Regions from separate parts of the Mus musculus genome. Here regions 2, 3, 4, 5, 6 and 7 are each linked to region 1. The links are chromatin contacts, called in public ChIA-PET, Micro-C and promoter capture Hi-C maps. All regions are on one chromosome and are shown on one strand. The core of a region is the stretch at or near the end of the contact, and the rest is flanking DNA. Distances in the headings are between cores, read along the strand shown. Region 1 holds the start of Slc25a16 (solute carrier family 25 (mitochondrial carrier, Graves disease autoantigen), member 16). Region 2 holds the start of Dnajc12 (DnaJ heat shock protein family (Hsp40) member C12). Region 3 holds the start of Srgn (serglycin). Region 4 holds the start of Sirt1 (sirtuin 1). Region 5 holds the start of Kifbp (kinesin family binding protein). Region 6 holds the start of Ddx21 (DExD box helicase 21). Region 7 holds the start of Ddx50 (DExD box helicase 50).

Evidence for each region. Promoter capture Hi-C pulls out the DNA fragments that hold promoters and counts their contacts. Hi-C and Micro-C count contacts between places; a contact is called where the count stands out from the background. ChIA-PET counts read pairs in DNA pulled down with a chosen protein or histone mark. Capture Hi-C pulls out chosen DNA fragments and counts their contacts.
Region 2: a promoter capture Hi-C map of liver shows a contact between it and region 1. The contact joins the promoter of Dnajc12 here to the promoter of Slc25a16 in region 1. A contact is called at or near these places in 13 of 39 promoter capture datasets (the 3T3-L1 cell line, 3T3-L1-derived adipocytes, the C10 cell line and 9 more), 6 of 484 Hi-C or Micro-C datasets (B cells, CD4 T cells, CD8 T cells and 3 more), 3 of 115 datasets of contacts at active chromatin or transcription factors (double positive thymocytes, memory CD8 T cells and thymic regulatory T cells) and 2 of 9 other capture datasets (adipose tissue and liver).
Region 3: a contact with region 1 is called in an RNA polymerase II ChIA-PET map of memory CD8 T cells, with 6 read pairs. The contact joins the promoter of Srgn here to the promoter of Slc25a16 in region 1. A contact is called at or near these places in 2 of 39 promoter capture datasets (cranial neural crest and maxillary cranial neural crest) and 2 of 115 datasets of contacts at active chromatin or transcription factors (embryonic stem cells and memory CD8 T cells).
Region 4: a promoter capture Hi-C map of pre-B cells shows a contact between it and region 1. The contact joins the promoter of Sirt1 here to the promoter of Slc25a16 in region 1. A contact is called at or near these places in 7 of 39 promoter capture datasets (the C10 cell line, cranial neural crest, hippocampal neurons and 3 more), 1 of 484 Hi-C or Micro-C datasets (CD4 T cells), 3 of 115 datasets of contacts at active chromatin or transcription factors (bone marrow-derived macrophages, large pre-B cells and memory CD8 T cells) and 3 of 9 other capture datasets (adipose tissue, liver and pancreatic islet).
Region 5: a promoter capture Hi-C map of embryonic stem cells shows a contact between it and region 1. The contact joins the promoter of Kifbp here to the promoter of Slc25a16 in region 1. A contact is called at or near these places in 11 of 39 promoter capture datasets (the 3T3-L1 cell line, cranial neural crest, embryonic stem cells and 7 more), 1 of 484 Hi-C or Micro-C datasets (embryonic stem cells), 3 of 115 datasets of contacts at active chromatin or transcription factors (astrocytes, embryonic limb bud and memory CD8 T cells) and 1 of 9 other capture datasets (liver).
Region 6: a contact with region 1 is called in a promoter capture Hi-C map of embryonic stem cells. The contact joins the promoter of Ddx21 here to the promoter of Slc25a16 in region 1. A contact is called at or near these places in 13 of 39 promoter capture datasets (the 3T3-L1 cell line, cranial neural crest, embryonic stem cells and 9 more), 4 of 115 datasets of contacts at active chromatin or transcription factors (astrocytes, effector CD8 T cells, embryonic limb bud and 1 more) and 1 of 9 other capture datasets (liver).
Region 7: a contact with region 1 is called in a Micro-C map of embryonic stem cells, with 2.5 times the contacts expected there. The contact joins the promoter of Ddx50 here to the promoter of Slc25a16 in region 1. A contact is called at or near these places in 1 of 39 promoter capture datasets (erythroid cells), 4 of 484 Hi-C or Micro-C datasets (CD4 T cells, embryonic stem cells and muscle stem cells), 5 of 115 datasets of contacts at active chromatin or transcription factors (bone marrow-derived macrophages, cardiomyocytes, effector CD8 T cells and 2 more) and 2 of 9 other capture datasets (adipose tissue and pancreatic islet).

The regions. Positions count from the first base shown.
Region 1 is chr10:62,918,935-62,922,386 of GRCm38.p6, reverse strand. Slc25a16 (solute carrier family 25 (mitochondrial carrier, Graves disease autoantigen), member 16) reads right to left here and starts at 1,754. Exons shown (of 9, transcript NM_175194.2): 1 at 1,506-1,754. The coding sequence starts at 1,635.
Region 2 is chr10:63,384,640-63,388,091 of GRCm38.p6, reverse strand. It overlaps Dnajc12 (DnaJ heat shock protein family (Hsp40) member C12), which reads right to left and starts at 1,529. Exons shown (of 5, transcript NM_013888.3): 1 at 1,317-1,529. The coding sequence starts at 1,394.
Region 3 is chr10:62,505,837-62,509,288 of GRCm38.p6, reverse strand. Srgn (serglycin) reads left to right here and starts at 1,532. Exons shown (of 3, transcript NM_011157.3): 1 at 1,532-1,647. The coding sequence starts at 1,575. It overlaps Gm51804 (a long non-coding RNA gene), which reads right to left and starts at 1,485. Exons shown (of 3, transcript XR_003949006.1): 1 at 1,335-1,485; 2 at 1,002-1,215.
Region 4 is chr10:63,337,179-63,340,630 of GRCm38.p6, reverse strand. Sirt1 (sirtuin 1) reads left to right here and starts at 1,596. Exons shown (of 9, transcript NM_019812.3): 1 at 1,596-2,066. The coding sequence starts at 1,661. RefSeq lists a promoter at 1,032-1,660.
Region 5 is chr10:62,576,920-62,580,371 of GRCm38.p6, reverse strand. It overlaps Kifbp (kinesin family binding protein), which reads left to right and starts at 1,915. Exons shown (of 7, transcript NM_028197.2): 1 at 1,915-2,408. The coding sequence starts at 1,995. Ddx21 (DExD box helicase 21) reads left to right here. Exons shown (of 15, transcript NM_019553.2): 15 at 1-125.
Region 6 is chr10:62,600,481-62,603,932 of GRCm38.p6, reverse strand. Ddx21 (DExD box helicase 21) reads left to right here and starts at 1,635. Exons shown (of 15, transcript NM_019553.2): 1 at 1,635-1,805. The coding sequence starts at 1,719.
Region 7 is chr10:62,649,294-62,652,745 of GRCm38.p6, reverse strand. Ddx50 (DExD box helicase 50) reads left to right here and starts at 1,528. Exons shown (of 15, transcript NM_053183.3): 1 at 1,528-1,721. The coding sequence starts at 1,635.

The DNA of each region.
Region 1 (3,452 bases), core at 505-3,004:
GGTGGCGCATGCCTTTAATCCCAGCACTCGGGAGGCAGAGGCAGGCGGATTTCTGAGTTCGAGGCCAGTCTAGTCTACAAAGTGAGTTCCAGAACAGCCAAGGCTACACAGAAAAACCCTGTCTGGGAAAAAAAAAAAAAAAAGAAAAGAAAAACCACATAAATAATTACCTGATGACAACTCAAATAATCAATCATTGTGGGGAGGGAGAGGTTAAGAGATACAAACTTACAAACACCTGCTTACTGAAAGGGAGAGGAACCCTGGCACATGCAAGCCATCTGGTAGAGTAAGCACAAAGCACAGTGCTTCTTTTCAAGCAGTTACAAGCTTGTTTACCACGATTCCTGGAACCAGTTTTGGTTGTAGGCAGTTTTCTTTTTTTGTTTTTTGATTTTCCGAGACAGGGTTTCTTTGTGTAGCCCTGGCTGTCCAGGAACTCACTCTATAGACCAGACTGGTCTACAGCATGGACTACAGATTTGTTGTTCTTCTCAAGCCCCTCCCACTTTTGTCCATCAGTTTACCATCATCTATCTACAAGATTAACCAAAACAACAAAGCCAGGGATCTTTGCTATCACCTCCATCTATCTTCTATCGCATGACAAGGTCTGCGGGCCTGCTTCTCCAACTGTTTGGTTTTTGTTTTTTGATTTTTTTTTTTTTTTCGAGACAGGGTTTCTCTGTGTAGCCCTGGCTGTCCTGAACTCACTCAGACCAGGCTGGCCTCGAACTCAGAAATCTGCTTGCCTCCCAAGTGCTGGGATTAAAGGCGTGCACCACCACCACCGCTGGGCGGTTGTAGGCAATTTTGCACAATATCCTTAGTCATTTTATTTTGTTTTTGAGACAGGGTATCACTTTGTATTCCTTGCTTGCCCAGAACTTGCTATGAAGACCTGGTTGACCTCAAACTCAAGATCTGCCGACCTTTGCATCTGCCTGGTGCTGCGATTTAAGGCACATTCCACCATGTCCAGCTCATATCCTAGTCTATTTTTCAAAGTTAGCCTCTAGAGACGGACTGTGCGACATGTGCCTGTAATTCCAGCACTTGGGATGCAGAGGCAGGAGAATCGGGAGTTCAAAGCCAGCGTCAACTACATAAGGCTCTTGAGGTGGGGGGGCGGGGGGGAATACATTAAATATTCTCAAATCATTATCCGCACGCGCGCGCACACTCACGCGAAGGGGACGCGAGCCCAAGCTGGCCTCCACCTCCAAAACTTATTTTCCTTTCAAGCAAACAGCAAAACCCAATCCTACACTGTCACACGTGTTGTTTGTAACAGAAAGGGGTGGTCCCCACCATGTCCCACCTAAAGGATCCTGTTTTCAACCTTAAGAAATAGGTGCTTGGTTCAGCGGAGGGATTAGCCCCGGCTGCAGGGGCTGACGTGAAGGCCCGGCTGGGTGCTGCAGCAGGAGAAGCTCGGGACTGTCTGATCGGCCCGCGGACCGGCTTCAACACCCAGCCCCGGGGTCCGGGCGGCGGATACTGACCTCCGGCCAAGAAGGAACGCAGCCAGTAGAAGTCTCGGCGTGAGGTCGGGCCCCCGCTCCCAGCCGCCTGCGGCACCGCGGGTGCAGGCTCGGCCGCCGCCAGGGCCGCCGCAGCCACCAGGGCCGCCATCGGGACCTGCGCCACGTCCCGAGCCTCCGCTGCCAACTTACAAAACACTGGGCAGCACCATGGCTGGAGCCGGCTCTGACAGGAGCCCAGCCGCCGCGCGGGCGGGGCCAGATGATGCCCATGGCGCGCGGCGGCGAGGAATGATGACGCACGCAGCCGCCGCTGGGACCCGTCCAAGAGAGCAAGGCGGAAGTGGGCGTCACCCAGGGGGTCTGCGACACTCAGGGTCCCGGGTTTCCTGCTGAAGGTTTGCGAGCCTCTTGAGCCAGACCAGTAAATTCAGGCTTGCAGTCTCAGCACGAGCGAACCTGATGACTCCTGACCATGGAGATCAAGACCCGCTTGAGCTATGTAGTGAAGCTCATGCCTGTCATCCCAGCACTCAGGACTCTGAAGCAGGGGCATCACCTCCAGACCAAGACCAGCATGGGTAACTTAGTGAGTTCCCGACTAGCCCAGGCTGCAGAGAGAAAGATACTGTGTCAAAAGAAAATGCTAGACAAGCTAGCTGGCTCAACGGCTGAAGGCACTTGTCACTAGGCTGGCCGACCTGAGTTGTCTCCAGACCCGGCCTAGTTGAAGGAGACAGTCGATTCCCACAAATTATTCTTAGACCTCCATACATGCAACTTGGCAGCACGCGCGCCCACACGCGCACACACTATAATAAATGTTGAGAGCCATAGAGATGGCTCAGCGGTTAAAAGCACTCTTGTTCTTGTAGAATACCTGGGTTTGATTCGCGCGCGCGCGCGCGCGTGTGTGTGTGTGTGTGTGTGTGTGTGTGTGTGTGTGTGGTGTGTATGGTGCCTCTGGCATTAACACAAGCAGCTCAGCCTTCCCTGTCTTTCTGATCCACTCCCATCTTCTGATCTCACACACGATAAATTCTTTAACCTGCTGTCTTCACAAACTCTTTCTCTTTTATTTCTCCTTCTTTTCTTTTTCTTCCTCTCTCCCTGCCTTTCTCGGGACCGGCTATGGAGGCTTGGCTTGTTTGGAGATTCTAGCAGGGTGACACATCTATTCCCACACCCTTTATCAAAGATGGTGTCCTTCTCTCTTAGGGGAAGGTCATCTTTGTCCAAACAGGCATGTAGTTCTGGAAGCCATGTACATGGAGTGGGAAGAGGGGAGGAGACACTCACATAGACAAGCAGGTCGCCAGGCGTGGTGGTCCACGCCTTTAATCCCAGCACTTGGGAGGCAGAGGCAGGCGAATTTCTGAGTTCGAGGCCAGCCTGGTCTACAGAGTGAGTTCCAGGACATCCAGGGCTACACAGAGAAACCCTGTCTCGAAAAACAAAAATAAATAAATAAATAAATAAAAAGACAGCAGGTCAACTTGGTAATCAGTGGAGTGACAGATGGTGCAACTGCATCACCCTCACATCTGTGACCTAGGACTAAATACTAAATATGGCCCAGCCTGGTCTCTAGCCTGAGATACTTCTGCCTCAACCCTGCATGTGCTAAGAGTACAGGAGGATTTCACCACCACTCCTGGGGTGATCTTTATCTGTGTCTCTCTTCCCCCCTTCCTCTGTATCTCTCTCTCTCTGTCTCGGTTGTTCTCTCTGTGTGTGAGACGGGTGTCGGGGGAGAGAAAAAAAAAACAAACTAGGGATCCATTGACCTCAGAGCTTATCAAATGCTAGGCATTTGTATCTGACATCTAGGTTACAGGCATTTAAACTCCCCATCTTCTCTCCTAAGTATACTGTTCATTCAGCTTTCACCCTGCCACAAATGGGAACATTGTGTTCTGTCCATACACTAGAAAGACCACAGACCAGTCAGTCTCCCTGCTTTCTCTT
Region 2 (3,452 bases), core at 280-2,779, 470 kb before region 1:
AAGCATAGTTTTGGGGGGTTGGTTTTGTTTGTTTTATTTGGGGGATCGGCCCTTAGAATTACAGTACACAGGTCATCCATCTTGGTGTCTTAAGTGACTCTTGAACCAAAGATCTGGTCCAACCCAACATACAAAGGTTCAACGAATAAAACATAATTTTTAAATAAAAATGTATGTGTAGTAGGATATTTCTTTAAACTAATTATAACTATCGATGTTTAAAAAAAAATTGGCTTTGTGGCTAAGCATGGTGGCACATGCCTTTAATCCCATCACCTATGAGGCAGAGGCAAGTTATGTCTGTGAACCATGGCCAACTTGATCTACATGCTGAGATGGTGAGTTCCAAGCCAACTCTGTCTCAAAAACAAAAACAAAACAAAACAAACAAAAAAGTAATGCAGGCTATATGACAGAGTAAGTATCCCTACTCAGCCAAATAGAACCCAAATGCACATACATATATACATACAGGCATGCATGCATGCACATAAAACAAAAATAATAAGTCTTTAAAAGAATAACACATTTGGCTGGGCGTGGTGGCTCACGCCTTTAATCCCAGCACTCGGGAGGCAGAGGCAGGCGGATTCCTGAGTTCGAGGCCAGCCTGGTCTATAAAGTGAGTTCCAGAACAGCCAGGGCTATACAGACAAACCCTGTCTCGAAAAAAAAAAGAATAACACATTTGTCTCAAGTATATGATGTCTAAGGGAAGCATTACTTTCTTTAAAAGAAAAATCTCCCACCAGATATGACATCTAACTTGATTTGATTTGAAATTATAATGGTATTTAATACCATTTGAGGTTATAATGGTACTATAAAATCCATGAGACTTTCTCTGAACGAGGAGACTACAGACAGGGGGCCCCGCCTCCTGAGCTCTAAATCGCAGCCTTTACTTAGGCAGTGGCTCTCAACCTTCCTAATGCTGCGACTCTTTAGTACAGTTCCTCACGTTGCGGTAACCCCCAACCATAAAATTATTTCGTTGCTACTTCATAACTGTAATTTTGCTGCGTTTATGAATTGTAATTAAAAATATTTGATGTGCAGGATATCTGATATGCGACCCCAAGTCCGTAGCAACCCACAGGTTGAGAACCGCTGCTCTAAATAAATAAAAACTGTATGTGGTCCCTCTCCCAGCTAATACTTTGAAGTTCGGAGTCCTTTCCTCAAATTAACCAGCAAGCATTTTAATCCTTCACTTTCTCCGAGCCGAAACTCCTTCCAAATGGTACGAGGTTGGAGTTCCAGGAGACGTGGCTGATCTCAAAGGCGACCTGGTGAGAACCTGCAACCCTGCTTACCGAGGAGAGCTCATCGCATCCCAGCAAGGCGTAGTAGTCCTCGCTGCCCTCCGGCCTGTAGTTCAGTATCGCGTCCATTTACAGCGGATGAGTCAGTCCTCTCCGACGCCACCGACACTGTGAGCTCCGGGGCGACAGCAAAGCTCTTTACATTTCAGCAGGACTTTCCAAACCAGCGAGCACCCAGACGTCAAGCCAGCCCTTTGCAAACACAGCTTCTCATTGGCTGTTTGCCCAGGATCGAGCCTGCCATGCGGGGCTGCTGGGATCTGTAGTTTGGGGTTTGTTGTTGCTGTTGGGTTTTTTGTTGCTGTTGTGTTTTGTTGTTGTTGTTGTTGTTGTTGTTGTTGTTGTTGCTGCTGCTGCTGCTGCTGCTGCTGCTGCTGCTGCTGCTGCTGCTGCTGCTGCTGCTGGTGATGCTATTGTTTGTCGTTGATGTTGTTTTGGTTTGGTTTGGTTTGCTCTTTACTTTTTGCTTTCATTGAAAAAATTTGTTTCATACAATATATATTCTGATTATGGTTCCCCGGTCCCAACTCCTCCCAGATCCTCCCCTCTCCTTCACTCACCCAACATCTCGCCTTTTTTTTTCCCCCTTCTCTCGTTAGAAAACAAATTTTAAAAACTAAAATAAAAGAATTTAGAGAAAAATAATGGAAGAAACACATGCAAACAAAATCTATAAAATTAAAAACACGGGCTGGAGACATGGCTCAGCGGTTAAGAGCACTGACTACTCTTCCAAAGGTCCTGAGTTCAATTCCCAGCAACCACATGGTGGCTCACAACCATCTGTAATGGGATCTGATGCCCTCCCTCTTCTGATGTGTCTGAAGACAGCTACAGTGTACTCACATATATAAAATGAATGAATTAATCTTTAAAAAAAATTAAAAACACAAACTGGGAAACCATAACATACCAGCAGAAGGCCAGTAATTTTTTTTTATGCAATATAAAACAAAAAGGCTTTAAAAAATACCATTGTCAGCAACCACATGGTGGCTCATAACCATCCATAATGAGATCTGATGCCCTCTTCTGGTGTGTCTGAATACAGCTACAGTGTACTTACATATAATAAATAAATAAATCTTTTTTAAAAAATACCATTGAGTTTGTTCTGTGTTACCCGTTTCCTGCTGGGCACGGAGCCCACCCTTAAGTGTGCCTAATATACCCAGTGAGACCCCGCTACAGAGAACTACTTTTTCCTTGATGATATCAACTGAAGATGGCTTGTTGGTTAGGGATGGGAGGCCATCTCTACTTCCCCTCTCAGTGCTGGGACCTCATCTGGCTTGAACACGGACAGGCCTGTGTGTGCTCTCACAGTCTCTGTGAGGTCCTATGTGCCTCGGTGGAGTTTGAGTATTGACATGGTGATTTTTTTTTTTCCTATTAGCTAATCGGAAGTCAGTTTTGACAATTTAGTGTAAAACTGTTACTAATTTATTGTACCTCTGTTACTTGGATAGTTTTTTTTTTAACCTATTTTTTTAAGAGACAGAAGAAAATGTGAAGCAAGTTTTTAAGATTTGGTCAATTAGAAAGATACTTTTCCAAGTGTCTAAAATAGCATGTAATTTGGGGCGGTTGTAGATGTAGCCCGGTGGCCAGCATTTTTGACTGCCACCAGCCAGGCCCTAGGGAAAGGAGAAAGGGAAGGGGAGGGGAAGAGGGGAAGGGAGGAGAAGGGAAGGGAGAGAGGGGAGAGAAGGGGAGGAGAGAGGGGAGGGGGACGGGGAGGGAGAACAGGGGAAGTGGGAAGGGACAAGGAGAGGAGACTGAGAAGAGATCATTAATTCTGTTTTTGGTTTTGGTTTCTTCGAGACGGGGTGTAGCCCTGGCTACTCTCTGTAGAACTCACTCTGTAGACCAGGCTGGCCTCGAACTCAGAAACCCTCCTGCCTCTGCTTCCCAAGTGCTGGGATTAAAGGCATGTGGCACCCTGAGATCATTGATTCAGAAATCAGGGACTGAAGAGATGGCTAGCGGTGAGAAGCACTTGCTGCACTTCCAGAGAGCTTCAGTTCAGTTTCCAGTGCCCAGCACCTCGCTAATTCCAGCTCCAGGAGATCCGACACCTCCCGGCTTCCAAGGACATCTGCACTAAGGTGTACACACACACTGCCA
Region 3 (3,452 bases), core at 283-2,782, 410 kb after region 1:
TCTCAGCTTGCTGCCATCCGGATCCCTAAACCAGGGAGGGCATCACGCTGCCTACTATGGGCTGGATCTTCCCACACCAAATAACCAAGACAATCCCCCTTAGGCCTGTCCATAGCCATCCTGATCCGGGCTATCTCCGTCCCTGAGACTCCCTTCCCACGTGATTGTAGGTTGTGTGAAGGTGACTAAATTATCCATCTCTACTTCTAATTGCCTTGAAGGTGTCGTGAGAAACTTCCTGAAGCTGTTAACATGATCTTTCGTTTTGTTATCAGGGCTTTAATTGAAGCTTATCATGAAAAGGGACCAAAGGCAGAGGAGAGAAATCCCAACAGATACTAAAACTCCACACGGTGTGCGCTGGGTCTCTGTGCGCCTCGGTTGCTACAGTTGAGGGTTTCCAGGCTCTGAGGGGGCTTCTGAGGAGAAGTTTCTAAGGAGGGCTTCATTTTCTCTATCAGGGCTCCTGAGCTATGAGATTCTAAAGTCTGTCCTTATCAGGAAACCTTAAGGAATCAGCAGGAAGCCCAGAACAAGGGGAAGGAAACTCCTCCCACCCATCAAAGGATGGCCAAGGGGCAGGCATCTGAGCAGCCGAGGAACGGACACCCTGAAGTGGAGAATGGTTGAGCCCTCAGAGCAAAGGCAGAGAAAGCTGTCTCGCTACAGATACAGCGTAAAACCACCCTTACTGTGAGGCTAGCACAGAGTGGCCATTCCCGCACCCGCACCCCCAAAGCCCCGCAATCTTCGAGGCCAGGGAACGGCTAGTCCTTTATGAACGGCAGCATCTGTGTCTCTGTTTTCACATTCCACGGCCCTCTGAGGGGGGGACCTGCCCTCCTTGTTCCTGATTTTTGCCTTACTCAAGACCAGAAAGAAAAATTTTTTTTCGAAGTAAACAAACAAACAAACAAAAAAAAACAGGAAAAAAAGATGCAAACATGCATGGTCTCAATCCCTGGGGAGCAGCTGATTTTATATATATATATATTCCTCACCTGTTTGTGAGCTAGAGGGAAAGCCAGGAATTCTAGCAGACTCTGGACGTTAACGGAGACCGCTCATCCTGGGGGCTGAGAACCCAGCTCGGCTCGGAATGTTCCCTGCTTGTGCCTGACTCTGTGCGCGCCCAGCTTCTCTTTGATGTGCGCTGTGGATGAGCCGAGCTCAGTTCTGGAACAGCTGAGTCCTCCTGTCTGTTTAGATTGTTACCTGAAGGAAGGGAGGGGGAAGAAAGTGCTGATTCGACTTTTTGATGGGGAAAACTTTTTTTTTAAACATGCAAATGACAGATGGCAGAGCTTTTTGGAAAAAGAAAAAATAATAACCACACAGCAAACGCCTAGGGGGAGTCCGGTGGAGTTTCATCATGGGTATGAACAGTTGTTGTTTTTTTCAACTTTCTTCTTCTTTCTGGGTGTTGATGTGGATCTCTTTCTATTTGTTCAGGAAACTGTGACGTGTGTTCTTGGGCAGGGTCTGAGGTTTTGGAACCTCTTTCTAAAAGGGACAGAAAGAGCACCCTGCTACATTTGCTAATCCAGAGGCTGAGTGGAGCCGAGCTGGTCAGGATGCAGGTTCCCGTCGGCAGCAGGCTTGTCCTGGCTCTCGCCTTCGTCCTGGTTTGGGGATCTTCAGTGCAAGGTAAGAGACCCAGGATCTTTAATTCTCTGCTCTGAAGGCATCAGCATATGCACAAGTAATTGTCTTCATCTGAAGGTGCAGGGTGTCCTATTGTGGGAGGGGAGGTAAGGAAGGATTTCAGGTGCCTCAACAACCTCGTGTGAGTTTACTTGAGTTTGGTCTAAAAAATAATAATAATTAATTAAACTCTAAGGTAAGTGGTGGCCTTAAAACCTGTCAGGATGACTGAAAAGTGTTCTTATTTTTTTGGGTAAAGATGTGTGGTTTATTCATTTAAAGCATTCAAGAAATAAATGGAAAATTACCCAACTGATCTACTGAGATGGTGGCATCATGGAATTTTCTAGAATAGCATCCTATCACTGAGTTGTCTGCATGAACTCCATTTTGATATAAGGTCTCATGTAGCGTAAGATGGTCTTCAACTTGCTATACAGCTGAAGAGGACCTGGAACTTCTACTTCCCGAGTGCTGGGATAACAGGTGTATGTCTCCATGCTGGGTTCCAAAGAACGGAATCTGATGGCGCTGTTATTTTAACAATGAAAGAGGCTTTTGTGTGTGTGTGATTTTCTGAGACAGGGTTTCTCTGTGTAGCCCTGGCTGTCCTGGAACTCACTCTGTAGACCAGGCTGGCCTCGAACTCCGAAATCCACCTGCCTCTGTTTCCCAAGTGCTGGGATTAAAGGTGTGCGCCACCACTGCCCGGCTTTTTTTTTTTTTTTTTTTTTAATTGGGGTAAATGTAGCTATTTTTACTTTCTTCTTAAGCTCGGCTCTTACCAAACATTCAATTTTGGCTAGGCAAAATGCTAACTCTAAAACAATATTTTAGAAACAGCCTGAGGAGTGTTAGCATTTGTGCTCTCGTCCAGAAAACAGGTTTTCGTTTGAAAACCTGTCTGTAAATTTGACTGTCTTTTACAGCTGTTCAGTCATGCTGACTCAACCTCAAACTTTTTCTAAGAAGATGGAATGTTTGTAGAACAAACAAACAAACAACAACTACAAAGAAGCACACTTTATTCGCCTTAATATTTAGGGAACTATGTCTAAATGAGGCAGAAGGTCATGGCCTGATAAATAAGTTGCCGAGTTTATGGTTGAAAAACATAAAGGAAATGTTGAGTCACAGCGACATACGTGTCCTGGAGTTTCTTCGAAGTGACTCCTAGCTGTAGCGTTCTTACTTCCGGTCGAAATGACATCTCACAGGTTACTTCAGAAATTCCTTGCATAGTGGAAGTTTAGAAACTTATTTTCATGGGGCTATGCTAACGTCGTCATCGGAAAACAGGAAGTGACCTTGCTAAGGCTCACTTCTATTTATGTAGCTTTGTGATATTGGCGCCTACACCCAGGGCCTCATGCATGTCCGGGGCTCTGCTACACAGCTAGAGCCACACTTTTCCCTTTGACTCAGAATTCAAGTTCATGCGGATCTTTCAGGGAAAAACCTTTGGCTTCATGAAATAGTCCCCGGTAGCCACGTGCTCTGGCAAGATGGACAGCTGTGAATTCCGCATTTGTGACACCTGGCTCTGGGTGTCTCTCTACCAGAGGCGTGCATGTAAGCCTTTCAGTTGCAAAAGTTCCCAGAAACATCAAACTAGACTAAAAACAAAACCTTGTCTATTTCATCACGAGCCAGAAATTAGGAAGGAGTCGGGCTGGGTGGCTTCTAAGGCACTCAAGGTGCAGAGGCAGGAGGGACTGTGAGTTTAAGGCCAGCCCAGTCTTCGAGAGTTCCAGGATAGCCTGTGCTACTAGTGAGATCTTATCTCAAAAAAAAAAAAAAAAAAAAAA
Region 4 (3,452 bases), core at 347-2,846, 420 kb before region 1:
GCAATTGAGCCCTAATGATCCAAATGGATACAGGTGCTCAGAATTTCATGGTAACTAGAAAGTGAAGGGGCTTAGAGTTGTGAAGGAACTAAGGATTATTTAAAAAATTATTTAAATATGTATTTTTATGCTGGGCTTGCTGGTGTACATCTTTAATCCCAGCAGTTCAAGAAGCAGAGGCAGGTGGCCTCTGAGTTCAAGGACAGCCTGATCTACAGAGTTCCTGGACAGCCAGGGCTACACAGAGAAACCCTAACTCATAAAACAACAACAAAGAGGATTTTTATGTGTTTGGGTCTTTTGGCTCCATACATGTCTGTGTTTACCAAAAGCAGGTGTCAGATCTGAAGGTATGAGCTGTCATGTGGATGATGGGAGTCAAACCTAGGGCCTCTGCAGGAGCAACAAGTGCTGTTAACTACAGAGCCATTTCTACAATTCTAGAAGTAAGATTATTTTTTCGAGACAGGGTTTCTTTGTGTAGCCTTGGCTGTCCTAGTGAACCTCCTCCTGTCTCCTCCAGCTTGCTGGGATTAAAGGCCTGTGCCACCATCAACTGCCTAGGATTTTAAAACTAATGTCATTTACTTTAAACCTGACTAGCTGATTTCTCATGGTCTATCGTTTTAAATTTCGTTTTTGAGACGAGGTCTTATGTATTCCAGGCCTTTTTTGAACTTCCTAAGTAGTTGGAGATTACCTTCAACTTACCCTCCTTCCTCCCTCTCTCTAGGGCTTCGGGGTTGTCTGGCAAGCGTGACTTTACAACTGAGCTACAGTCTCTTTCGGTCCTGGCCCTGTCATTTTAGAGATGATTAAAAACTGGGCTTAGAAAAGGTTCAGTCAATCGCCCAAGTCACAAGAGCCCAGGCCCAATCTGACTCTTAACACAGAAGTTTGTGGAGAACCAACCACTCTCCCTTCTGTCCTCTCTCTTGCTGCCCCAAGAGATGAATTTTACCAAAGACTAAAGCGAGGTACAGAGGACCTGGTGGGTCCAGAGAGCAGATAGGGCGGGTCCTCAATCGCCAGATCTTTCCAGGAGGGCAACAGGCCCCGAGGGCTGGCTTGGGCATTCCATTGCACTTGAGAAGGGAGATTGGGAGAGAGCGCAAACTTCCTGAGGAGAGACCACAGGGGTAACCTGAGGAAGAGCTGTCACAGAGCAAGGGCAAGGCAGGTGGAGGAGTTCTCCTCAGGAAGGCCGGCGTCGGCCAGGTTGGGCTCTCCAGAGCCCCTGAGGTAAAAGCCGACTTGAGGCGAAGAGGCGCAGGCAGGCAAGGTGCACGCGTGAGGCCCAGGTGGGAAGTGGCGGCGCCATCGCAAACTTGAACCACCGCGGCGATCCCGGACGAGCAAGCGAGCGAGCGAGCGAGCGAGCGAACGGGTCGGGCGGGCGGGAGGCGCCAGAGGCCGCTGAGGGGAGCCGAGCCGCCCTGGGTGGGGCCGGGAAGGGCCCAGGCCGCGGGCGGCGCCCGGCCACGTGACCCGGCGTGTTGTGGTCCGGCCCGCGTGGGTGGCGGGAGAGGCGCGGGGGCGGGGAGGGGCGGGTCACGTGACGGGGTTTAAATCTCCCGCAGCCGAGCCGCGGGGGCGCCAGTGCCGCGCGTCGAGCGGAGCAGAGGAGGCGAGGGCGGAGGGCCAGAGAGGCAGTTGGAAGATGGCGGACGAGGTGGCGCTCGCCCTTCAGGCCGCCGGCTCCCCTTCCGCGGCGGCCGCCATGGAGGCCGCGTCGCAGCCGGCGGACGAGCCGCTCCGCAAGAGGCCCCGCCGAGACGGGCCTGGCCTCGGGCGCAGCCCGGGCGAGCCGAGCGCAGCAGTGGCGCCGGCGGCCGCGGGGTGTGAGGCGGCGAGCGCCGCGGCCCCGGCGGCGCTGTGGCGGGAGGCGGCAGGGGCGGCGGCGAGCGCGGAGCGGGAGGCCCCGGCGACGGCCGTGGCCGGGGACGGAGACAATGGGTCCGGCCTGCGGCGGGAGCCGAGGGCGGCTGACGACTTCGACGACGACGAGGGCGAGGAGGAGGACGAGGCGGCGGCGGCAGCGGCGGCGGCAGCGATCGGCTACCGAGGTGAGTCCGCGCGCGCTGCCGCGCAGCCGCGTCCCTCCGCGTCCCCGCCTGTGACCCGGTCCCAGGTTGCCCAGGGCCCCGAGAGCTCCGCGGGCTCCGCGGCGGCGGCGGCGGCAGCGGCGCAGCTCGGCCCTGGCTCGGCCGCGCGCCGCCGAGCTCGCCGGCCCTGCTGCGGAGCCGCGCGCGGACTCGCCGCTCGCCTGGGCCGCCTTGCGCTGCTGCGCGCAGTCGCCGGGACCGCGGTTCTCGCAGTTTGGCGTTAGAGTGAAGTTTTCCCTCCCTCGGTTTGGTTTCCCTCCCGATGCGCCTTTAGTGAAGTTATAGTTTTCCTCACTGCACACTTTGCTTTGCGACTTTGGGGCTGTCCCGTGGATCGACATGCGATTTCGTTTTGCAAACTGACACCTGTGTTGCTTTTTTTTTTTTTTTTCTTTTTTGGATAGACCTATGTCTTTTTTTGAAGTTAGAAATTTTAATACACCAAAGCTATTTCTTGAGACACAGTCTAAAAAATGTAAGGAAATGGCTATTCCTAAAAATGTTGCTTTTCTGCGATTGCATTTATCACTTCGATATAGAGGAGTTATAGTTGTACTGTACTTTCGTAAGTTTTCTTTTCCTTTCAAAATCATGCTCGCAACATTTTTAGATTAACAAACCTGAAACAAACCTGCTTGGTTTTGCCCTATTGACGCCAAACGTTTGGGTTACTTTTTTGTTTTGTTTTTGTAATAATGCCACTTATCGTCTTCCTGAAAAGCTTTGTACAGAATTTATCAGAGTCTGTCAGTGCCCTTGTAGATGTTTGTGGCTCGTATAATGGTGCCATGAATTAAAAAACAACAAAACGTGTTAGGGACTGAAATAGGAAATGACCCTTGATGTCAGGTATTAAAGGGGAAACAAGTCGCATAAAGTATGCTTCGTGTTCTTTAAATCATACATTTACTAACACCCAGTGGCTGAAGCAGGTAGATTGCTACTTGAAAGGGCTACGGAAAGAGACTTTCTCTGGTTGGGGCAGTGAGAACACAGCCAGGGATTGATTTTTATCTCAGTGATATTTAGAAGTAATTTCTATTTGATGCATTTCATGAAGTTGTATTTCTTTGTCCTGGGCATGGAACCCTGAGCTGCTTTTGTAGGGCTACACAGATTTTATTTGTGTGTGTGTGTGTGTGTCTTCATTTTGGATTTTTTGAGGTAGGGTCCCTGTTTAGCCCAGGCTGGTCCGGAACTCACTATTTTATATATGTCAGGCTGGTTTCCAATGTCTGTGCCTTCCAGGTGCTGGAGTTACAGATGTGTGTGCTTCTGTGCCTTTCTGGTTTTTTGTTTTTGTCTCAAGAACCTGTGTGTGTCTCACCATACAGGCCAAACGGGCCT
Region 5 (3,452 bases), core at 666-3,165, 340 kb after region 1:
TTTTATGTTCCAGCTGTCTATGTATGTTTTCCTGAAACTGTACATAAAATGTTTTTACATTAAAATGAATTGCTGTATAAAGTACTGCATTATGCCATAATAAAGATACCGATGCTTTATATTTAGTTCTTGGTGGCTTTTATTTTATAGCAGTGACTGCTAGGTCTGTAAATCTAGTAGCTTGGCTTGCCTTTTGTGTATACTGCATTAAAGCAGATCAGGTTATAACGGGGAGTTAGCCTTGGCTAAATTGTCATAAAAATGAACGCAATCCTATGTTAACATACCTTCACTGTCTTCAGACACACCAGAAGAGGGCATCGGATCCCCCATTACAGATGGTTGTGAGCCACCGTGTGGTTGCTGGGGTTTGAACTCAGGACCTCTTGGAAGAGCAGTCACTGCCATCCCCCCAGCCCTTCAGTGGGCCATTTTCTACAGGTTCATTTCTTGAATCATCCATTCAAGTTTTGTGAATTGCTCTCTTCCCCTAACATCCTATGTTTACCTTTCAATATGTATGTACATACATTTTAAGACTTAAAATAATTTTACATTTAATAAATGTTTTCAAGACAGATCTCACTGTGTATCTCTGGCTGTCTTGGAACTATGTAGACTTGTAGCACAACCAATTCTGAGCTTATCCCTGACCAGCTTACAAATAAGTGAGACTCACACTATGGTTATTTTATTTGGCTTTGACAATTACTGGGGGATAATCTCTAATCTATTTTTCCAACTGCTGACCTGGCTTCTTTCCCAGCAGTGTTCCCCCAAGTAATTGCTGTTTCTCCTGCCGTGTGCTCATGGTCCATCTCTCCTGGCTCTTGTTCTACTCTCTCCAATGCTCAACAAGGAAACCCACCTACCTCTGATCCCTGCAGTTATTAGCTGTAGCCTTTGTTGTTTGTTTTTGTTATTTCGAGACAGGATTTCTGTGTAGCCCTGGCTGTCCTGAACTTTGTAGACCAGGCTAGCCTTGTACTCAGAAATCCGCCTGCTTCTGCCTCCCCAGTGCTGGGATTAAAAGCGTGTGCCACCACGCCCGGCAGCTGTAGCCATTTTTTTTTTTTTTTTTTTTTTTTGGTTTTTCGAGACAGGGTTTCTCTGTATAGCCCTGGCTGTCCTGGAGCTCACTTTGTAGACCAGGCTGGCCTCGAACTCAGAAATCCGCCTGCCTCTGCCTCCCGAGTGCTGGGATTAAAGGCGTGCGCCACCACGCCCGGCTAGCTGTAGCCATTTTTATTTAACCAAATTAAGTTTTAAATTAAGGAATAAAGTTTGTACAACAAAAGCTGGTAAGCATGAGAATTTAATCATAGGCTACAGAATTTAGCATTACAATACATATCAACACTGGCCCCTGTGTCAGCCTGCAGATAATTGGCACCATGCCTAGCTCAGAGCCTTTATAGAATTTTCAGGGACTGGGCGGTGGTGGTGTGAGGTGGCTCTAGTAAGTAAAGGCTGCGGAGGCTGAGCCTGAGGATCTGAATTTGATCCCTGAGACCTGGGTACCTGGGTTGTAGTTTCCTACAACTATAATTTTTAACTGTGATAGCGTAATACATTAGTGGTGAAAGATTCTTGCCTATGAACTTGAGCAGTTATCGAAAGATGTTAGTGTTAAATTTCATTTAAGCTAGGGATTGACTTTACGATAGGCTAGTACCTTACCCCTAAGAATCATTCTGATTCTGAACATTTTTGTATAAACTACATTTTGGGATGAAGCAGGAGAAGCCATACTGCTCAAGGGTAGCAGCGGAAGGCTCTGTATTCCCTGACAGCTTCGTTTCCTTGACGACGGCTGTTGTGGCGACCAGAACATCCTCCCATTGGCTGCTGCCGAGCGTCTAGCGCTCCCCTCTACCGACTTCATTGGTCGGCGCTCCACAGTCACGACACGTCGTAAATGAAGTGTCGCAACGCGGAGGCCTCCAGTGGCTGCTGGTCCACGGACGGGGAGGCGGCCGTCAGCTCAGGCCGCGATGGCGAACGCTCCGGGGCCAGAGATCCGCGAGAAGTTCCAGGCAGCGCTGGCCCTGTCGCGGGTGGAGCTGCACAAGAACCCGGAGAAGGAGCCGTACAAGTCCAAGTACGGCGCGCGCGCGCTGTTGGAGGAGGTGCGCGCGCTGCTGGGCCCGGCGCCCGAGGACGAGGACGAGCCGGCTGCTGACGATGGGCCGGGCGACCAGGCCTTGGGCGCGGGTGAGCCCCGGGAGGCTGAGGGCCCCGGAGCGCAGCGGGCGCTGCGCCTCGCGGTGGTCGAGTTCCACCTTGGTGTGAACCACATCGACACGGAGGAACTGTCTGCCGGCGAGGAGCATCTGGTCAGGTGCCTGTCGTTGCTGCGCCCCTACCGCCTGTCGCTCGGCTGTGTGTCTCTCTACATCCAGGCGCAGGTGAGATGCTGAGGCGGGAGTTCTGCATCCAAAACGCTCCTCCTGGCTGCGCACGTCTCTCAGTTGGTTCAGTCCCCAGCATTGCACAACACCCGGCCTGAAATTCCAGTACTAGGGAGGCTGCGGCAGGAGGATTGCTTTGGGTTCTTGGCTAGCCTGGGTTTCATAGCGAAGTTTAGTCCCTTTTAATTTGTCATAACACCTACCCTCCATCTGCCTACCAACTCCCTCTGAGTTCTCGCCGCCTACTCCAGCCTCACTTGCTACTTTCCGTAATCCTGGGCAGAAAACCTAAGCGTCCGAATCAGCGCCTCCCAACCCAATGACAAGCTTAGTTTCATTCTGTGAAGAAATAATCCAACGGGATTCGAATGGAATGAACAGGACAAGGGATCGCAAGAATGATCCAATCTTAAATGTTGTTGTTGTTAATGGCCAAAATCTTAAAACTTTATTCTTTACCACATTCATCTTGTTTGCTCAGCAAGGAATTCGTACCTTTTCCTTAAACTGTCTCGACAACCTTTTAATAACTTTTTATTTTTTGTTTGTGTTTAGACATCCATTTGTGTCTGCAATGCTTAACTTCGACTGTCTTCACCTCCTGAGTGCTAGGACCCCCTCCCCCTTTTCCTTTCAGAGTCTTGTAGCCCAGGCTGCCTTTAACCCATGATCCCCCCACCTCAGCCTCCCTGCTGAGGTTATCGGAACTCTTGTTTGGACTAACTCTATCTGGTCCAAACTGATCTCACCTTCCATCCTTTACATTTTTATAAGCAGCAAGTGCGACTTTCTGCTCTGGAGAACATAACATTTCAAAATTCAAATAGTGGGTAGAGTTTTCCAGGCCCTTGGGTGTAGCTCAGTGGTACAGCATTTACCTAGTGCTCCAGGTTTCATCTCCACACTATGGGGGAAAAAAGACAGATAATGTCGGACTCTGTTGTGCCAGGTTACTTTCTTAGGGTTATAGATGGTTTCATCCTCCAGTCCAGATATGTGTACCAGGGAATATTTACTAAGCTTGATTGTTGGGTAGGTAGG
Region 6 (3,452 bases), core at 386-2,885, 320 kb after region 1:
TGTGAGATGGTTCAGTCCATATGGTGTTTGCTACCTCTTGATGCAAGCTTGAAGAATTGAGTTCGATACCCAGAACTCACATAAAGAAGAGAATCGGTTTCACTTTCATTTTTCAAACTACTGTGATAAACTGTCTCCCAAGTCCCCGAATCACTGGTTCTTCAGAAGAAGTTCTAAAACGTATTACCAGTGTGGTCGTGCAAATATTTAATCCCAGCATAGGCAGATCTCTGAGTTCAAGGGCAGTCACGGGTGTACAGTGAAAGCCTGACTCAAAACGAGCATTGTCACTGATCATTCAATTGGCCTCTTTCCCTTATCCAATGGTAGTAGTAAACTCTCCAACTTAGGCATCTTTGGGAATCCATTCCTAGTCTCAAGGCCCTGTCAAGGGGCTGAGTGTGCCCTCAAACCCAGTGATAACTGTCCATCTCTTACATTAGTCTATAACAGTGGTTCTCAGTCTTCCTAATGCTGTAGCCCTTTAATGCCTCTTACGTTGTGGTGATCCCCAACCATAAAATGAATTAATTTTAGTTGTTGAGGATTTAGCTCAGCTGTAGAGCGTTTGCCTAGCAAGCGCAAGGCTCTGGGTTCAGTCCTCAGCTCTGAAAAAAAAAATTGCTACTTCAAAACTGTAATTTTGCTATTGAATCTTAATGTAAATATTTGATATATGACCACTGGTAAAAGGGTCGTTGAACCCCAACGGAGTGTCGACCCCCTTGAGAAACTTTGGTCTGTAGTGCTTGAGGACAAGCAGGGCTTGGATGTTATTAGAATCCTGTCTGTCCACTCTGGAAGCAGAGGCAGGCGGATTTCTGAGTTCGAGGCCAGCCTGATCTACAAAGTGAGTTCCAGGATAGCCAGGGCTACACAGAGAAACCCTGTCTCGAAAAACAAAACACAAAAAAACGAACCCTGTCCGTCATACAAGAATACCCGGAAGTTTATAAAGTGCACACATGAATAAAGGGCCAGACTTGTGAATTGTGGGTATTTTTTGTTGTTACTTGGGGTCGGGGAGAGAGCTGTTGAGACAATCTCATCATGTGTCGGGCTAGCCTTGAACTATGTGCACCACGCTGGACTCGATAGAGATCCATCTACCTCTGGCTCCTGGGTGCTGAGATTAGCGGCGTGCACCCCATATGCCCTGCCTATTCTGGTTCTTTTAAATTGTTCATATTGTGCAGCACGCATATGCGTGTCCTGGGTGCCACTGAGCGCGTGCACGATAAAACTGCACAGCTGGTTCTGTTTTCCAGGGATCACAAATTCAGGTCACCAGAACTGTGGTATCTCGCCGGTCCCTGAATTCCGGTGCTCACCAAAGCACCTGGGTTTATCTGTCACCACCCAGCCGTTTTCCACAGGTAGCGTACACATCGCAGCTTTTCATGGGAAAATGTTGCCAGCTGGTAATCCCAGACTCGGCAAGCGGAGGCAGCAGGGTAAGATTCAAGGCCGTTCTCCAAGTCTAGCCGTGGCGATCCCGCTGTCGTTAGACCGCGCAGAGCACCTCCACGCCGCACACACGGGTCTCACCCAAAGCCGCGCGAACCGCAGCCTTGCCGGTACACGCTACTTCCGCCGGATGCACTCCGCTGCGGAAGTGACGAATAGGCCCGGCTGAGGGGCGGTCCGCTTTCTCTGTCGCCCTCTCTCCTAGCACGCGGTTGAGGAAGCCGGTAGGCCTGAGAAGCTGCTGCTGAATAATGCCGGGAAAACTCCGCAGTGGGGCCAAGTTGGGCTCAGACGGGGCCGAGGAGAGCATGGAGACGCTGCCGAAGCCAAGCGAGAAGGTGAGCCTGGGGGGAGGGGGGTGTCCCCGAACTGGGCCGGGCCGGGAGCTCGTGGCCGGCCCTCTGACACGCCGTGTCGGCTGGTCAGGCTTGGGAGTGCGGAAGGGATTGCCGATCGCGTCACAGTGCGGACCAGAGCCGAAGACGGCAAAGTCTGAAACTTGCGCACATGGTCGGCATCTGCTGTGACACACAGACACAGTTCCCTCTTTAAAAAAGAAAAGAAAAGAAAAAAAAAAGAAAACCCAAAACAGAAAACGTGGTTGGCTAAGTGATCACCCTATTATATAGAAGGATCTGTGTGAGCACTGTTAAATCGCCTTGTCTCTTCTTAATTCCTTGCATAAAAATATTAAACTTGTGACAGTATCTATCAAAGTAGGAGGGTTCGGAAATTATCCCGGAACTCCTATGTTGTACGACTTAATTGAGTTTTTTTTTTGCTGTCTCTGTTGACTTTGAAGGTAGGAGCCTTTTAAAGGAGCAGCAGTAGTATTTGAATTAGGTGGAAATCACTGGGCGCACAGCGTTCACATCCGCGTGTTCAGCTGCCTGATGCTGAAGTCAGGAGGGAGGGACCTAGCTACGCGTTTATATTCCGAACTCGACTTACTGTTTTTCATATATGTAGTAGATAACATGTTCATGGGGCGGAGAGATTGTCCACGATACAGTATTTTTAAGATGGTTTTTGTGGTACCAGGACCAAACCTTGGGCAGCTCACGTGTTGGCAGGTGCTGTCCCACTGTAGCTCTAGCCCTTAGCCCAGCGGTTCTCAGCCTGACAGATAATCTGCAGATGTTTATATTATGATTCATAACGGTAGCAAAAATTAAAGTAACAACGGGATAATTTTCTGGTTGGGGGTCACTACAATATGAACTATTTGAAAAGTTGAGAATCGCTACCTTAGGCCATGATTTGAGAATTTAGTCCATTATGATTTAGTCTTTACTGCCTGGAACACTACTAGAGTCTATCTAGTAGGTGGCTAATAATCGGTACAAATTTTCCATATGAAAAGTTGCACATTTAAATAAAGTCCAAATAAAGTTTCACAGACGCAAATGATATATGAATTTTTTTGGTAGTTTTGTTTCATATAGTGTCTACGAGAATCCACATTGAAGTACACATTTCTTGAGTGTTTTACCATATAGAAATTTTGGAGGGAAAAGAAACCTGTTGTTGCTGTTATGAGGACACCCAAAGTTTGCTTGCTCGCTCTCTCTCTCTCTCTCTTTCTTTTCTTTCTTTCCTTCCTTCATAGTTACCTTTTGGACAGTGCTTGCTCACTGATACTGTGTGTGTGTGTATGTATGTATGTATGGATGGATGGGTATGCTTGCCCCTGGGGTTACAGAAGTTTGAGGTCAATGTTGGGTGGGTGCCTTTATCACTTATTTTCCCCACTCTCACTCACCCTACCCTCCACCCACAGACAGTTTTTCTTTTTTTTTAATCTTTTTTTTTTTTTAAAGATTTTATTTATTATTATAGTAAGTACACTGTAGCTCTCTTCAGACACACCAGAAGAGGGAGTCAGATCTTGTTACAGATGGTTGTGAGCCACCATGTGGTTGCTGGGATTTGAACTCTGGACCTTCGGGTGCAGTCGGGTGCTCTTACCCACTGAGCCATCTCAC
Region 7 (3,452 bases), core at 279-2,778, 270 kb after region 1:
TTATTAACTGTTCCTATGCATAGCATATTCCGTTGTAGGGGCATAGTGTATTGCTGTAGAACTGGGTGTAGCTAAGAGGAAAAAGAATTTAGAAAAGCTATTGAGATTTAGATTTGTAAAGATTTAGATGTAGAGACCCATAACTATTCATCCAACTTGTGGGAAAAGCCTTTTTCACCATCATTCCTTGAACACACCTGGTGTTATAAAACTGAATCCATAAGACTACATTCAGACAAAGTCATTGATGTTAAGCCAGTCCTTATTTTCATAGAATTCTGGAAGCTATCACAAATTTAAAATATTGTGGTCCCGGTTATTTAAGTCTAATCATAGAACTCAGGACGTGTAGCTGTAATTTTTTTAAGGCCTGTGTTTGAGGCTCAGATTACAAGACTGCTACACTAGACATTATGTAGTTTGCAAGAATGCCCTGTACCTACATCTAGGTTTGGTGTCATCTTCCCTCAGGAATGTAATAGCTGATTGACTGAATAAAGAGAACATGATAAACAAGGTTTGAGGACTGGGATTGTTGTTCAATTGGTAGTAGGCTTGCCTGGTCTGTGAGGTACAGGGGATCGAGCCCAATCTTTGTGAATATACATAAAGACCAAGAAGTCAATTCGCTGACACTGATATCTTTCATATAAATTTGTACCTCAGAGGCAGTTAATCCTGAACCTTAAGATTAAATGTACGTATTACAAGCAGGTCATCTGTCAGACACATTGGACTTGCTTTTCTTATCCTTTAGATTTTTCCCTATTCTGTTTCATAGGAGCGAGCATTCGCCTTGCAACTCTGGGAAATTACAGCTGTGAGAGCGCTGTGCCCATCGCGGATTCCGATCACTTTTCAAGTCTTACAAGCGCTACTGAGTTTGGACAAATAAATTCGCTTCTCGGGTGGGTTTGGTTTCTTCTGGGATACGTGAGAACTAAAAGTGAAGCCATAACTTAACGCCTGCATAAGGAGCTAATATCCTTGAGGCGGCCCCTCGGCTTCAGACCCCTGCAGATTCTGCTGACCCCGGGAAGCCTCGACGTCAATGCCCAGGTACCGTTACAGGCTAACGCTCCACCCACTGCGGGGGGCGGGGCGGGGCGGGGGCGGGGCGGAGGGCTGCAGTTTCCGGCGGCGAATGGCTGTACGGCGCGTGGCGCTCCCGCCGGCCTCAGCTCGTGCTTGCCCACGAGCCGCTGCGTCGCGCGTCAGCCCCTCGCTCCCCGCCGCCTGCGAGGGGGCTGCGCGAGCGTTGCAGGGCATGCTGGGAAGGGAGGCGTTCCGAGCGGGGGGAGGGGAACACTTGGAATTCTGCGTGCCGCGCCAGGGGAGGCGAGCGTCCTTCCTGGAGATTGGCCCGTGCTCTGGAGAAGCCTGTCACTTCAGACCGTGGGCGGGCCCATCGGGGCCACTCAGGTTTTCATTGGCCGAGGGAGGCTGCGACTCTCTGGGAGAGTTTCCTCCTGTAGAGTTCCGGCTTGCTTTGCTCCCGCCGCGAGGTGCGTGGCCCGGAAGTGACGCACGGTCCTGGCCGGCGGGGCCGCCCAGCCCCCGCTTCCTTTCACGCTCTCGGTGGCCGTAGGTGGTCGCGGCCACCGCAGCCGGGCGGGAGGTTGCGACGGCCAGTAATGCCCGGGAAACTCCTCTGGGGAGACATAATGGAGCTCGAGGCACCCTTGGAAGAGTCCGAGAGCCAGAGGAAGGAGCGGCAAAAGGTGTGCTGCGGCTGGGCCGCGCCTCCCTCGGGCTGCGCTGGCCTGGGCGGGGAGGGGAGCTGTCTAGGAAGGGGAAAGACCTGTCAGGACCGGGGGCGAGTTTCCGAGGGACAGCTTCCCCTTCGCCGAGCTCAGCCCTCCGAGGTCCCAGGGACCATTCCCCATCGCCGCACTCCCGGACCTGGAGGAGAACGGCCCGGCTTCCGTGGTACTTCAGCCCCACGTCGGCCTCTGCGCCCGGATCTCTCCCGAGAGATGGGCAGACTTGAGCTCCCATCGCCGTGGAATCTGCTCGTGTTCCCTTTCTTAGGCGGCGAGTCCCTTCATTTGGTTTTCCGGGGCCTTCGAAGAGTTGAGACAGAGATGATGATGGCTTTGCCTATGTGTTGCCTCCCGGTCGCGGTGTCGTGTCTGCAGCAGTCTCGGGAAAAGCTATCCTAGGGGGTTACAATCCTCCATGATTGGGTAATAGAGGCTTAAGGAACAGTGTCAAAGCCAGGCTTGCCAGGGGTTGGCTGTGATGGAGTTCGTGGGGGTTGTATTACGAATAGCCCTTACTGTCAGTATTTTCAATCCACTGTGGTTTTTATTGAGGCTAATCGTGCCAGACTCTTAGCTGAGGACCGAGGAGATAAAACTAATTAAGTATGCAGAATAGTCCCTGCCCACCAGGAGCCTGTAGAGGTTCTATCCCCACCTCCGTCCAAGACATTAAGAAAGAAAGAAAGAAAGAAAGAAAGAAAGAAAGAAAGAAAGAACCCGAAAAATAGAGGATCTTATGGTGTTAAGAAAAAATGCAGAGGTAAAATTTTTACTGGAGACATTTGACCTGGAGAAAGAAAGCTGAATGAGGATGAAAATGACTGTGGGAAAGATGACACTTGATAAAATATTTACTCTGTAGAGTGCTAGAGATGAGGAAACACCCCCTAGGACCTACCACGAAGGTAAATTTTAAATTCTAGCCACCCTTTTATGTCACCTTCCCAGTGGGCATTGAAGTGAGGCCACCACTATGCCCGACAAATGCCCAGCGTTGAGCTCTATTCCCAACTCTCGTTTTTCTGTTTTTGTAGAACGTACTAAATTTGGAATTTACATTTGAGAGTTCCATTTTTCAGTGCTGGGGTTTAAATTCGACCATGGCTCAAGGTTTATTTTTTTTATACCATTTTAAGCGTGTGACTTGATGTCATTATAATAGAATTGTGCTGTCACGACCACCGTGATCTCTAGAACCTTTTCATCTTCCCAAGCCAAAGCTCTTTGCCCCTTTGAATTTTACTACTGTAGGCTTCTAGGGTAGACTATAAATGTAACCTCAAGCCGTTATTTTAGTTTTATATTTAATTTAGTTTGTCTTGAATAACCTTGCATACCTAAATCCTGCTTCTGACATGGTCTAGGTAATGTTTCTTTCTAACCATACTTGTATAGTATGAGATAAAAACATTACCTCATTTGCCTTCGAAGGCTTGTTCTACTGTTATCTTGTGATTGGCAGTTTTATGTGCTCCTTGTAAAGTTAGCTTATATATATATATATATATATATATATATATATATATATATATATATATATATATATATAAAATCTTGAAATAGTTTCCAAAGATTCTTGAGGAAAGTTATTATATCTTTGTGCATCCTTACATTTCACTATGTTTTTATATATTGGTAGCTTTCATATTGTAAATTCTCCAGAAATAATATACTTATTGATTGCCCTTC